Linked DNA regions of Mus musculus: regions 1, 3 and 4 are each linked to region 2. Evidence: chromatin contacts called from public Hi-C, HiChIP or PLAC-seq and Micro-C data. All regions are on one chromosome and are shown on one strand. The core of a region is the stretch at or near the end of the contact, and the rest is flanking DNA. Distances in the headings are between cores, read along the strand shown. Region 1 has its middle 36 kb from the start of Gm52493. Region 2 holds the start of Pdpn (podoplanin). Region 3 holds the start of Lrrc38 (leucine rich repeat containing 38). Region 4 has its middle 19 kb from the start of Gm52493.

Region 1 (2,700 bases), core at 108-2,607, 44 kb after region 2:
ACATGATTAATACTTTTTTTTTTCTTCTGAGTTGCTGTTTTTCTTTTTCCCTTCATTTTTTCTTTTCTTTCTATGTCTTCCCATCTCACCTTGATTATTATAAATCCACTGAAATTTACATATGTATTCATCAACCATAGTCATCTTTAACTTTTTTTTTGTTTTGTTTTGTTTTTTTGAGACAGGATTTCTCTGTATAGCCCTGGCTGTCCTGGAACTCACTTTGTAGACAGGCTGGCCTTGAACTCAGAAATCCGCCTGCCTCTGCCTCCCGAGTACTGGGATCATCTGTAACTTTTAAAAATTGTATGGGTATGAGTGTTTGCCTGCATGTGAGTGAGTGTGTCACATACATGCAGTGCCCATGGAGGACAGAGAGGACATAAGATTCTGGGAATTATAGACAGATGTGAGACCCCATGTGGGTACTGGGAATGAAACCTGAGTCTTCTGCAAGAACACGTGGTCTTAACCATCAAGCCATCTCTCCAGGCCCCTCCACATTTTTTTTTGAGAGAGATGGGGGATCATGTGTAACCTAAGTCTGACCTTGAACTTGCTCTATAGCTTAAGAAGTTACAGTCCTGGACTTCTGACTCTCCTGTCTCCACCACTGGAATGCTGCTGTTACAAGTATGTACGACCCTGAACAGTGTTAGTCATTTTGGATGCTCAGGCTAATTTTTTTGAACCAAGGGAGCCCTGCAGGCTGAGTTTCTGATATTACCTCTTTTGTCTTTTGGGTTTATCCTGATTTAAGAATAAAATCTTATTTACTTTTATTTTATGTGTGTTTGTGACTGCCAGTTTCTATGTAAGTGCATCACATGTACACAGCACCCAGCGAGGCCAGAAAGGGGCCTCCCAGAACTGGAGCTACAGCCAGACATAAGCTGGGTCCTGAGGTAGAGCCCCAAGTTCTCTTAACCACTGAACCATCTTTTAGCTTCAACATCCTGGCTTTTTGATATAACAAGCAACCTGGGAAAAACTCAAAGCACCCCGTCTCCAGTTTAGCCTTCAGCATGTCTCTCGGTGCTCTGGTCTGCTCGGCCAAGGTTATGTTCATTGTTGCTGTGTCCTCCTTTCTGCCGTAGACTGACTTAGAAATCACATTGTTTTCAATAGATGAAAGGCCTCAAAACTTCGAGATAACATTTCCTCTTCGAATTGAGCATCTGACCTGAGGCCTGACTATGTCGCTTCAGCATTAAGTCAGAATGTCTTTGTGTGTGTGTGACACGAAAGTCTTGATTTCTAACTATAATTTTAATTGCTGCAATAATTTACGGGGCTGCTGTGTGTGCACAGTGACCGCAAACATCAATCTTGATGCTCATAAAACAGTGGCTGGTGGAGGCTTCTGCTTTCTTTGTGGCTCTCTTTTGGCCTGTAACGCATTCCACACTGAAGGCTGGACCAGTCACTTGAAATAAGTCTTTTATCTTAAGAGTACAGCGTCAATTTGATACATAATTTAGTACTGGTTTTTTACTTCTTTTCGGATTTTAGGCAGTGCTTCCTTCTCAGCCTTTTAACTTACTTCGAAATTTTTTGAATGTATAAAATATTTAGGCAATTCCAAAGTCAGAGCTTCACAGCGAGATACATTCCAAAAGATTTCATTTCCCTCTCCTGGCCCTTCGTCTGGCCTGTACTTCTTGTTTGCTTTTGAAAGTATGAAAAGTGTTTCCGCACTTGAGTGTGGGCATCTGTGTCCTTTCTTTCTCCTTCTATTTTTCCTTTTTTTTTTTTTTTTTTTTGGTTTTGTTTTGTTCTGAGGGACAAATCATGCCTGGTTTGTTTCTCCTTCTCTATGCTACACTCTACAAACATCTTGTGGGTAGAAGTTTTTTCCTATGGAAATACATTGGCTAACGCTCCCATTAGCTCCACACAGAAAGGTCAGCCTGGCAGGGCATGGTGGCGCACGCCTTTAATGCCAGCACTCGGGAGGCAGAGGCAGGTGGATTTCTGAGTTCGAGGCCAGCCTGGTCTACAGAGTGAGTTCCAGGACAGCCAGGGATTCACAGAGAAACCCTGTCTCGAAAACAAAAAAAGAAAGAAAGGAAGGAAGGAAGGAAGGAAGGAAGGAAGGAAGGAAGGAAGGAAGAAAGAAAGGAAGGAAGGAAGGTCAGCCTGGGGTGGTTTTAAGACCCAGCTCTCTCCTGTCACTCCAGAACACAGTTTTTAGTAACTGACTTAGCAGGGGTGGGAGCTCAACCAATTACAAATACCTAGCCAGCTGATTGGTTACACAATTAAAAAAAAAACCTCCCATCAGACCATTCCCAAATGAGGCAAACACCCAGCTGTGGGCACTCAGGAGATCACTGCTCCCACTTCTGAGCCACTTCCCTGCCAGCTACTCTCTGCTCACATGATTTGTGTCAAATGTATATCATCTATAGCATTTCTTTCTTTTTTAAAAAGATTTATTTATTTATTTATTTATTTATTTATTTATTTATTTATTTATTTATTTATTATAAGCACACTGTAGCTGTCTTTAGACATACCAAGAGAGGGCATCAGATCTCATTACAGATGGTTGTGGTTGCTGGGAATTGAACTCAGAGGATCTTTGAAAGAGCAGTCAGTGCTCTTAACCACTGAGCCATCTCTGTAGCCCCTATAGCATTTCTTTTTAATACCTTATATCCAGATATGTATTCCACACTCCCTTTGAGTCTCTGTCAT
Region 2 (2,700 bases), core at 124-2,623:
AATGAATGTAGGAGCGAGCTGGCTCCACAAAGCTACCCTCTGATATCACACACATACCATATCATGGGTGCCCACACCTTTGCACACATGCATGCATGCGTGAGTGCATGCGCACACACAATAAATAATTTTTAAAAATCAGTCTACTTTTGAAATTCTTGAGATGAAGTCTGTTTGAAACTGAGGTCAAAGATAAAAGGATGAAAACAGCTCATTGTCACCTTCATTGGGACACGTAGGGACCGTTCATTGTTAAGTTCTCTGTAACTTATTTTTACCGTGTGCATGCGCGAGTGTGTGTGTGTATGTGTGTGTGTGTGTGTGTGTGTGTGTGTGTGTGTGCTCGCTGTCTGGTCAGAGGGCAACATACAGGAATCAATCGGGACTCTCCTTTCACCATTGTGGGTTCAGAGCCTAAAACTTAAGTCACTCGGCTTGGTGGCCGAGCCACCTCTGGGGGGCCCATCCTCAGATGCTTTTGTTGAAAGGAATTTATGGCATCTGGGAGTGAAGCCAAGACCACCCCCGACCCTGTTCTTAGATTCCAACAGGTTAGAAGGGAATAATGAACATTTCTCTTGCCGATACCCACTCCCTGAGAGCAAGGAAGGATTGTTTAAATCAAGAGACAGGGGATTACCAGTTAAACCCTAGGATTAATAGATGAGCTGAACTCTTATTAGTTCCAGGTGAGTGGCCGATAGTCAGATGACACAGCTGCTCCTGGTATCCAGGTGAAGCCACAAAGTCCCGGTATCAGGGGGTGGTGGTACGTGCTCTGCCTTCTGTATAACTCACTAGGGCCAAGCACCCTTCAAGGTCAAGCACCCCACCCAGACAAGTACCTCACCGGGCCAAGTACTGCACTGAAGGCTAGTTGTGGGAGGACAGACGCGTCCTTCCGTCCGTCCGTCCATCCATCCATCCATCCATCCATCCATCCATCCATCCATCCATCCATCCATCCATCCACGTGCCTTGCATGAAGGTTCAATAAACAAGAGCCGCCTCAGACTCACCCAAACAACGGCCGTTTTCCCCAAACCATCTGAAGAAAAAAATCCAGTGCATCGGTCTAAAAACCATAAAACCAGCCGCATACGCCACTGTGTGCGTCTCTCTTCTGCCCACTATCAAGGAAACCTAAGTTGTGGGCTTTGCCCTCCAAAACATAATAGTAAATATAGTAGAAAAATAAATAAAAATTGTAAATCAGAACTGTTTACTGCACGTGGCCCCCTTTTCTCCTGTAGTGGAACAAAGTCAAAAGCTTTTTTTTTTTTTCCCCTCTGGGCTGGGCCCCAGTGGCTGAGGCCCTGTAACTTTAAACCTGGCCTGAGGTCATCTTGTGATGCTGGCCAAACAGAGTTCGGGGGCGGTCCTAGATCTCCGGGACCACCTGACGCCCACCCGCTCCCGCCCCGGGACCGGAGACATAAATGCCGACTGTGCCGAGAGGTTGCCAGCTGCCAAGTTTGCTGTGCTTGCTGCCTCTGCGAGTCCAGAAAGCCCGGGCACTCTCTGGCGCTGAGACTTTTGCTCAGCGCCTTCCAACCTCCTCCCGAGCTCTTCCCGGCTGGGCCTGTGGCTTCGAAGTTTTTTGTTTTGTTTTGTTTTGTTTTTCATCTTTTCACAACCCACAAAAAAACCCACTAGCTGCTGAGGCTCCAACGAGATCAAGATGTGGACCGTGCCAGTGTTGTTCTGGGTTTTGGGGAGCGTTTGGTTCTGGGACTCTGCGCAGGGAGGTAAGCGCCATGCATGATTGGCAACCAGCACTTGTTGGTGGGGATGGAGGGAGGCGGGGGATGCTTGGGCCTGGGATCTGCGAGTGCGGGGGGAGGGAGGGAGAGCGGTGGGGTAGCTTAGATGGGGCTAAGTCTCCTGTAACAGCCAAGTGGGTGTGGCGGTAGGGGGTCCACCCACAGGTGGTAGGGGTACAGAATGGCCCTAACAACCCCCACCGCCCCGGGGGCTAGTGTTACGGGATGGGAAGGTGACCAAGGGCGACTGGACTGGCCCAAAAAAGCAGTGTGTTAGAGGAATGATTAATGTCTCTGAAAAAGAGGAACAGATAGGAGGACGTAGGTTGGAACTCTGGGTCACACCCCTGGCTGGGGATAGACCTGAAGAGGCTTCGCTAATTAGGATGGTAGCTGGAAGGGACGGTGGAACAGCTTGACCCGCAAGCTGCTATCTTTCTAGCATTCTTGTCTCTGCCTCTTTCTTTCCTCCCCTCCCCACACCCCTACACTGGAAATGGATGGAACCCAGGGCGCCACGGACCTGTACCTCCTAACCTGGAGGGCTGCCGTGAGCGTTGAAGCGCAAGTGTGTTTGAGGCCATGTATTGAACTTGGCCAAGGACTCAGTGGCTGAATTAGTGTTAATTAAAGACGAATGGAGCCTGAGAATGTAGCTCAGTTGGCAGAGTCCATGTTTGGCATGTGAGACACTCTCATGCTCCATCCCCAGCAAGATGCAAAAGCCAGGATGGTGATGCTCAACTGTGTCAGCACTGGGAAATGGAGGCAGGAGGATGAGAGGGTTCAGGGTTATCTTGGGGTATAAGGAGTTTGAAACCAGACTGGGCTTTAAGACCCTGACTAGAAAGAAACAGATTGATGGGACCACCATCACGTCCTCCTCTTCTGAATTACTGTCTTCTGTCTGGGTGATCTATGGCTGGGGTCTAGGACA
Region 3 (2,700 bases), core at 139-2,638, 50 kb before region 2:
GAGGGACCAGTACATTGCTCACACCCACCTGTCCTGGGACCTAAAAGCTCCCAGAGAGGATGTGGACCATGATGATGGAGAAAAGGTGGGTAATAAGTGAAGAAAGAGAAACTTGAGAGAGTTCCGGGTGTGTTCTTTTAACACTCGTTGCCAACACATCTCAGACTTTCAGACAGCTGGTCTTATGGAGTTACACCACAGGGGTCCTCGTTCAGGGGACTTTCTGGTGAGCCCCAAAACGAGGCCTCACACATCCTGACCGTGCTGGATTCCTCCAGCGTTCCCTACCAGACCCAGCCTTGGCTTCCAGCCACCCTCTGGCTCACCTTTGGGCAATTTGGATGTGTTCTCCTGAATCCAGGAGAAGAGGTGAGCGAAGTCACAGTCACACAGCCAGGGGTTCCCGTCCAGGCGCACAGTGCGCAGTGCCGGCAGCGCATCCAAAGCCGCCACGTTGAGGCTGCGCAGGTTGTTGTCGTTGAGTTCCAGCACCTGCAAGGACTCCAGGCTCTCGAAGGCAGCCTCATGTACACCGGCCAGATGGTTGTTGGCCAGGCTCAGCTTGACCAGCCTCCCCGCCGAGCGGAAGGCGCCGGCCCCCAGCTGGGTGAGGTTGTTGTAGCTCAGGTCCAGAAAGGCCAGCTTGCCCGAGCCGCTGAACGTGCCCTCCTCCAGCGAGCGCAGCGAGTTGTTCCTGAAATCCAGATACACCAGATCTCCATGGAAGATGAAGAAGTCCTCGGGGATCTGCTGGATGCGGTTGCCGGCCACTAGCAGCTTGCGCACGTCCAGGGGGAAGGGATCGGGCACGCTGGGCAGCCCGCGATCGCGACAGTCCACGGTATGGGGGTCGGTGCAAGCACAGCCCGCGGGGCACGCGCGTCCCGGCCCGAGCAGCACCAAGAGGCTACCGAGCCCCAGCGCCGCAGCAGCGCCCGTGGGGTGGCGGGGGGCAACGCAGAGACTCATGGCCCGGGGGACTCCGGAGGACTCAGCTCGCAGCAAGGAGGACGCAGCGGGGCCCTGGCTCCGGGGCGCCGAGAGCCCCAGGGCAGCGGCGCAGGGCGGGGAGGCTGCGCCGGGGCGCGCGGGGGCGATGAGAGTGCGGCGGGGACAGAGCGACCCGGGGTGTCCGGGAGGCGGGGAGGGAGGAGGAAGATGAGAGGTGCTGGGCGCAGAATTTACCCGCACAGGAAACTGACCCTCTGGAACATTCAAAAGCACAGGTGGAGATCGTGGAGGGAGCCCAGAGCGACCCCACTCGGGCGGGGAAGTGGGACCTGTCGCACAGACCTGGCCAGCGGTGCTCAAGACTAAGTTCAGTGACGGATCCCTGGAGCGATTTCCATGGGGCGTGTCTGGGGCATGCGCCCAGAGCGCCACCCTCATCTCTGCCAAAGGGTCCCAGGTCACTCTAACTCGAAGTCCTGAACAAAGCCCGCAGGCTGTCAAGTCCCCGCCTGGGGCTGCGAAGTTGAGCTTTGGCTAGGCTCCAGGATGGTTGGGCTTCCCCTTCGACCCCCTCCTCCCACCTGCTTTTGCCCCACCTCCTGCAGGAGGAGGGTGTGAGCTAGGCGGGTGGCTGCCAAGGTCCCGCTGTGACTGGAAGGATAGCCAGGGCCAGTCAGCGTTTTCCATGCTGGTCCTGAGCTTGGAGATAGAACTGATTATCCTCCCAACACGAATCTTCTGTAGCTCTGAGCAAGGCCAAAGCAAGAGGTACTGGGGCAGTTTGGTGACCTGCAACCAGAGCCTCCAAGCGCCCCCTGAACTCCTGTGGAACCATCTGTGAAAAGGCAAGGGTGGGGACATCTCACCGCTCCCTTTGAGGACTGAAGAAGGCCAGAAGCTGTGTTTAGGAGTTACCAACCCTTCTTTCCCCATCAACCCTTCATTTTGATGGCCCAGGAAAGTGATCTGGTCAGAGAGATGCCAACGCTTAGAGCCCAGCTCCTCAGAGGTGAGGTTGGTCTTAGACAGTGATAGAATTCCTTCCCTGCCATTCCTCAAACCAACCCCGTATTCTACTCCTCTGCCGGGCTTTGAATGTTTGCTTTTTGGAAAAGCCCCTACACTGCTACAGGCAAATCGCCCTGCAGGTGGCTATTTTAATCCTAACACCCTGGAACCGAGAAGCTCAGCCCCTGGCCCAAAATAACCCACGGAACAGCTGTCAGTTACTGGCCCCCATTGACCCTGCCCCATCCCCTGGCACTGCTGGGGATTGGTGGAGCCAGCTATTCCGAAGCCTCAGAGCTAAGTCTGGGTATTTTTTTTCCCAGTTTGGAAGGGAGTTGGATGACCTCTTTTTCCAGTTTGGAAGCCAGTTGGTGCCTCTGAGCCAGGGATCAGGCAGTTGAGCCTTTGGGACAGAGCCAAAGGCCCAAGAACTTGCATGAGTTCCAGGAGGGGCTGGGTGTTGGGCCCCCTCAATCGCTCTTCCCTTGCACACACCCTGGCCACCAAGCTAGACCTACAGCCCCTGTCTTGTGTTCCGATTCTCACCAGGTCAACAGAATGTCTTGCAATTCCCAGTTTCCGGGGCTCTGCCTTTTGAAGAGGCAGTATAGGGTAAGAAAGGACTAGGGTGGGTGAAAGTACCTTAGCTACATTGATGTTGTTAAGGATGCAAGAAGGCAGCCAGAAAGAGCATGTGCCACCACTCTAAACTCTGCAAAAGCATCCTGAAAAGAATATTCT
Region 4 (2,700 bases), core at 32-2,531, 61 kb after region 2:
CATTCATAACGCAGGATTGTGGACCACTGACTTCCTGGCACAAGCCAATCAGAAGCCGACCCCTGTGACCTCCCCAGCACCCACCAATGAAATTTTAGATTACCTAACCCACTCTCTAAATATAGCAGAACTAACTAACATAGTAGCCAATCAAAGTTCTACTAATGTCACTGTTTGGCTCCTACCAATCCCATTCCAGATTACCTACTCCTTCTAGAGAGTTTCCCTGCTTCCCTACAAGAAGGCCTTTGGGCCTTTGTCTGAGGTCGCCATTTTGGAGAATGGTTGACCCGCACCTGCTGGTCGTTTCTATAGAATCAACCCTCTCTGTCTTTGTGCACTGAGTCTGGGGTCTTCCTTCAGCGCTTTTCGGACCCTTACAGTGCAGGAGTTACAGGCAACTGTGAACAACCCAGGTCGGGTGCTGGAAGCTGAACTTGGGGCCTCTGCCATTTCTCTAGCCCTGAAAAATCGTTTGATAAAACCCACCCTCAAGCTGTACAACCTTCAAGATTGGTGTACATCCTTTATAGTCCTCTCTCTTCAGCCTAAAGGGTTCTCCGCCTGGCTCTCCCTGCACCACCTCAGGTCTTCCATCTGTGGCTCCCCCAAGCCCCACCTCTCCCCCGCTCCCCCAAGCCCATGCCAAATCCTGTCAGGAAATTGCACCATCTTTCAGCCCTTTCATAATCCTTTCTTGTATCTAAAGCATGGGCCCCAAACTTCACTCTGTACAAAGCAGCATGGCAGGGTAAAAAAAGCCCAGAGGAACCAGCTCACCCCCAACTGTCCTGGACTCGGCTGACTTTAGCACTGATAGGCGGGTGTCCCAGAAATTTTTTCAGCTCTTACAGACAGTCAGACAAGAGATTTTACCTCTTTAAAAGGCAACCTCCGTATTCTATCTCCTGTCATCTTAACTCTAACACACCTCAGCATCTTAAACAAAACCAAATCAACCCCCTCCAAAAAACCCACAAAACCAAAAATTAAATGTAATTGTCCCACTTGGCCACGAGGCGGCGCCATGGTCTACATAAACGGCATTGCTATTAGAAAGGAACAAAATAGTTCAGAATAGCAGGAAATTTAAAAAGCTGTCAATGTTTATGTTTAGAAAGAGGATGAAAGGAGGAAGAGGGAAAAGGCGATTAAATGAATGTTATTTCTGCTGCTAAATTCGAAAACAAAACAAGATAATGCTGACACTGGCCGTCCAGTGACCTTGTGAAGTGAGAAAACCGATAAAGTAGCCTGAGGTCACAAAACCGTGTCATAACTGGAAAGTCTGGAACTTTCCGCAGGTTTCAAAGGTCTATCTGCAGCTGAGCAGTAAGGGAAAATAGATTGGAGCCAATGCTGCGTAAGTAAAGGAGATTTTGGTGTGCATCCTTAATGGGGAGGTGGAGGAAGTGACAGCTAAGACATGTTCAGGATTCCAAGCCACCAGCTTTAGTTACCTTTTTACAGCTCTGACAAAAACACCGCGATCCCCGACCCCCGCGGCGGCGACTTATAAAAGAAAGCATTTAGCAGGGCGTGGGGCCACCATTTTACATTCCATTGCTTGCGAGGCAGAGGCAGGCGTGTCTGTGATTTTTGAGGCCGGCAGGATTTACACAATAAATTCCAGAATAGCTACCTGAAACTTCCCCCATTACTCATGCAGAAACTATCTCCACGTGCTAATCACTTGCAAATCAAACAATATTATCTGTAAGGAAGTCTCCTTTCAGTGGCCAACAAAGAACTCAATGTTTTTTTGGAGGTGACTTGTCTCATAATGTCACATTAGGACTCTGTATTTTTTTTTAATTTTACTTTTATTTATTTTTACCCTACAGCTTTTACATATATATAATATGTAAAATATTATATATATATATATAAAACGACTTCCATCTTTGGGTTTTTATTGGATTCCTGAATGTGCAAACAAGTGTGTCACTGTGTCGTCTAGATCTGTTTCTTGTGGCTTCCCTTGGGTTCTTTTCCTTCTGTGTGTTTCCTTTGCCCTATTCTTATCTGAATATTATTTTGTTATTATTCCTTAGATGCCAGTTTGTCTTCCAATGAAGGGGGAAGGTAGATCCAGATGGGGAGGGACTGGTGGGGGGGGTAGAGGGAAGGGAAACCATAATCAGAATATATTGTATGAAAAAAAATCTGTTTTCTTTTTTCTTTTTCTCTTTCTCTTTTTTTTTTTTTTTTGGACAGGGTTTTTGTCCTGGAACTCACTCTGTAGACCAGGCTGGCCTCGAACTCAGAGATCCGCCTGCCTCTGCCTCCCAAATGCTGGGATTAAAGGTGTGCACCACCACCACCCAGTTTGGAAATAAGTCTTTAATTCAGTTAAATTTAGATTCTTTTCTGATTTTCTTACCCCTACATAGTCTAAGAAAATGAATTTTATTTATCCTTATCTCCACCCACCCCCCTTTGAAGAAAAACCTCTACAATAACGTTCCCTGTGACGTGGAGTTGACTCCCAGTTTCTGCCTTCTTGACATCCATAGTCTGAGAGATAGGCCGAGCTGTCAGGATAATGACTCTGCTCCACGGTGTCTCATCTGAGACAATTAGAGCATCGGGACTGTGCACTAGGTGGCTGTCTCTGTCATCGTCTGCTTGCCCATCATGGTTAGAACTAGGCTACTTTTTTTTTTTTTTTTTGTATTGCAAACTCTCCCTTCCCTTCCC

The links. A called contact is a pair of places that touch in the nucleus more often than the background predicts. HiChIP or PLAC-seq counts read pairs in DNA pulled down with a chosen protein or histone mark.
Region 1: a Hi-C map of nephron progenitors shows a contact between it and region 2, with 2.7 times the contacts expected there. The contact joins the enhancer-like site here to the promoter of Pdpn in region 2. A contact is called at or near these places in 2 of 39 promoter capture datasets (macrophages and pre-B cells), 26 of 484 Hi-C or Micro-C datasets (Th1 cells, bone marrow-derived dendritic cells, cerebral cortex and 14 more), 10 of 115 datasets of contacts at active chromatin or transcription factors (bone marrow-derived dendritic cells, embryonic fibroblasts, embryonic stem cells and 2 more) and 4 of 9 other capture datasets (adipose tissue, embryonic stem cells, macrophages and 1 more).
Region 3: a contact with region 2 is called in an H3K4me3 HiChIP or PLAC-seq map of embryonic stem cells, with 36 read pairs. The contact joins the promoter of Lrrc38 here to the promoter of Pdpn in region 2. A contact is called at or near these places in 2 of 39 promoter capture datasets (cranial neural crest and hippocampal neurons), 2 of 484 Hi-C or Micro-C datasets (embryonic stem cells and nephron progenitors), 3 of 115 datasets of contacts at active chromatin or transcription factors (embryonic stem cells and extraembryonic endoderm stem cells) and 4 of 9 other capture datasets (adipose tissue, embryonic stem cells, liver and 1 more).
Region 4: a contact with region 2 is called in a Micro-C map of embryonic stem cells, with 2.3 times the contacts expected there. The contact joins the enhancer-like site here to the promoter of Pdpn in region 2. A contact is called at or near these places in 4 of 39 promoter capture datasets (embryonic stem cells, macrophages and stem cell-derived epiblast-like cells), 12 of 484 Hi-C or Micro-C datasets (the BV-2 cell line, bone marrow-derived dendritic cells, bone marrow-derived macrophages and 4 more), 4 of 115 datasets of contacts at active chromatin or transcription factors (embryonic stem cells and extraembryonic endoderm stem cells) and 3 of 9 other capture datasets (adipose tissue, macrophages and pancreatic islet).

Annotation. Positions count from the first base shown.
Region 1 is chr4:143,254,423-143,257,122 of GRCm38.p6, reverse strand. No RefSeq gene overlaps it. Among named protein-coding and RNA genes, the nearest start is that of Gm52493, 36 kb to the right of the region's middle. Within about 2 kb of position 1,357, at least 2 of the 459 cell types and tissues checked have an H3K27ac peak or open chromatin away from gene starts, as enhancers often do. A contact at or near this core is called in nephron progenitors, where this site is marked.
Region 2 is chr4:143,298,237-143,300,936 of GRCm38.p6, reverse strand. It overlaps Pdpn (podoplanin), which reads left to right and starts at 1,373. Exons shown (of 6, transcript NM_010329.3): 1 at 1,373-1,748. The coding sequence starts at 1,682.
Region 3 is chr4:143,348,438-143,351,137 of GRCm38.p6, reverse strand. It overlaps Lrrc38 (leucine rich repeat containing 38), which reads right to left and starts at 1,388. Exons shown (of 2, transcript NM_001162983.1): 1 at 327-1,388. The coding sequence starts at 969.
Region 4 is chr4:143,237,287-143,239,986 of GRCm38.p6, reverse strand. No RefSeq gene overlaps it. Among named protein-coding and RNA genes, the nearest start is that of Gm52493, 19 kb to the right of the region's middle. Within about 2 kb of position 1,281, at least 62 of the 459 cell types and tissues checked have an H3K27ac peak or open chromatin away from gene starts, as enhancers often do. A contact at or near this core is called in the BV-2 cell line, bone marrow-derived macrophages, embryonic stem cells and 2 more, where this site is marked.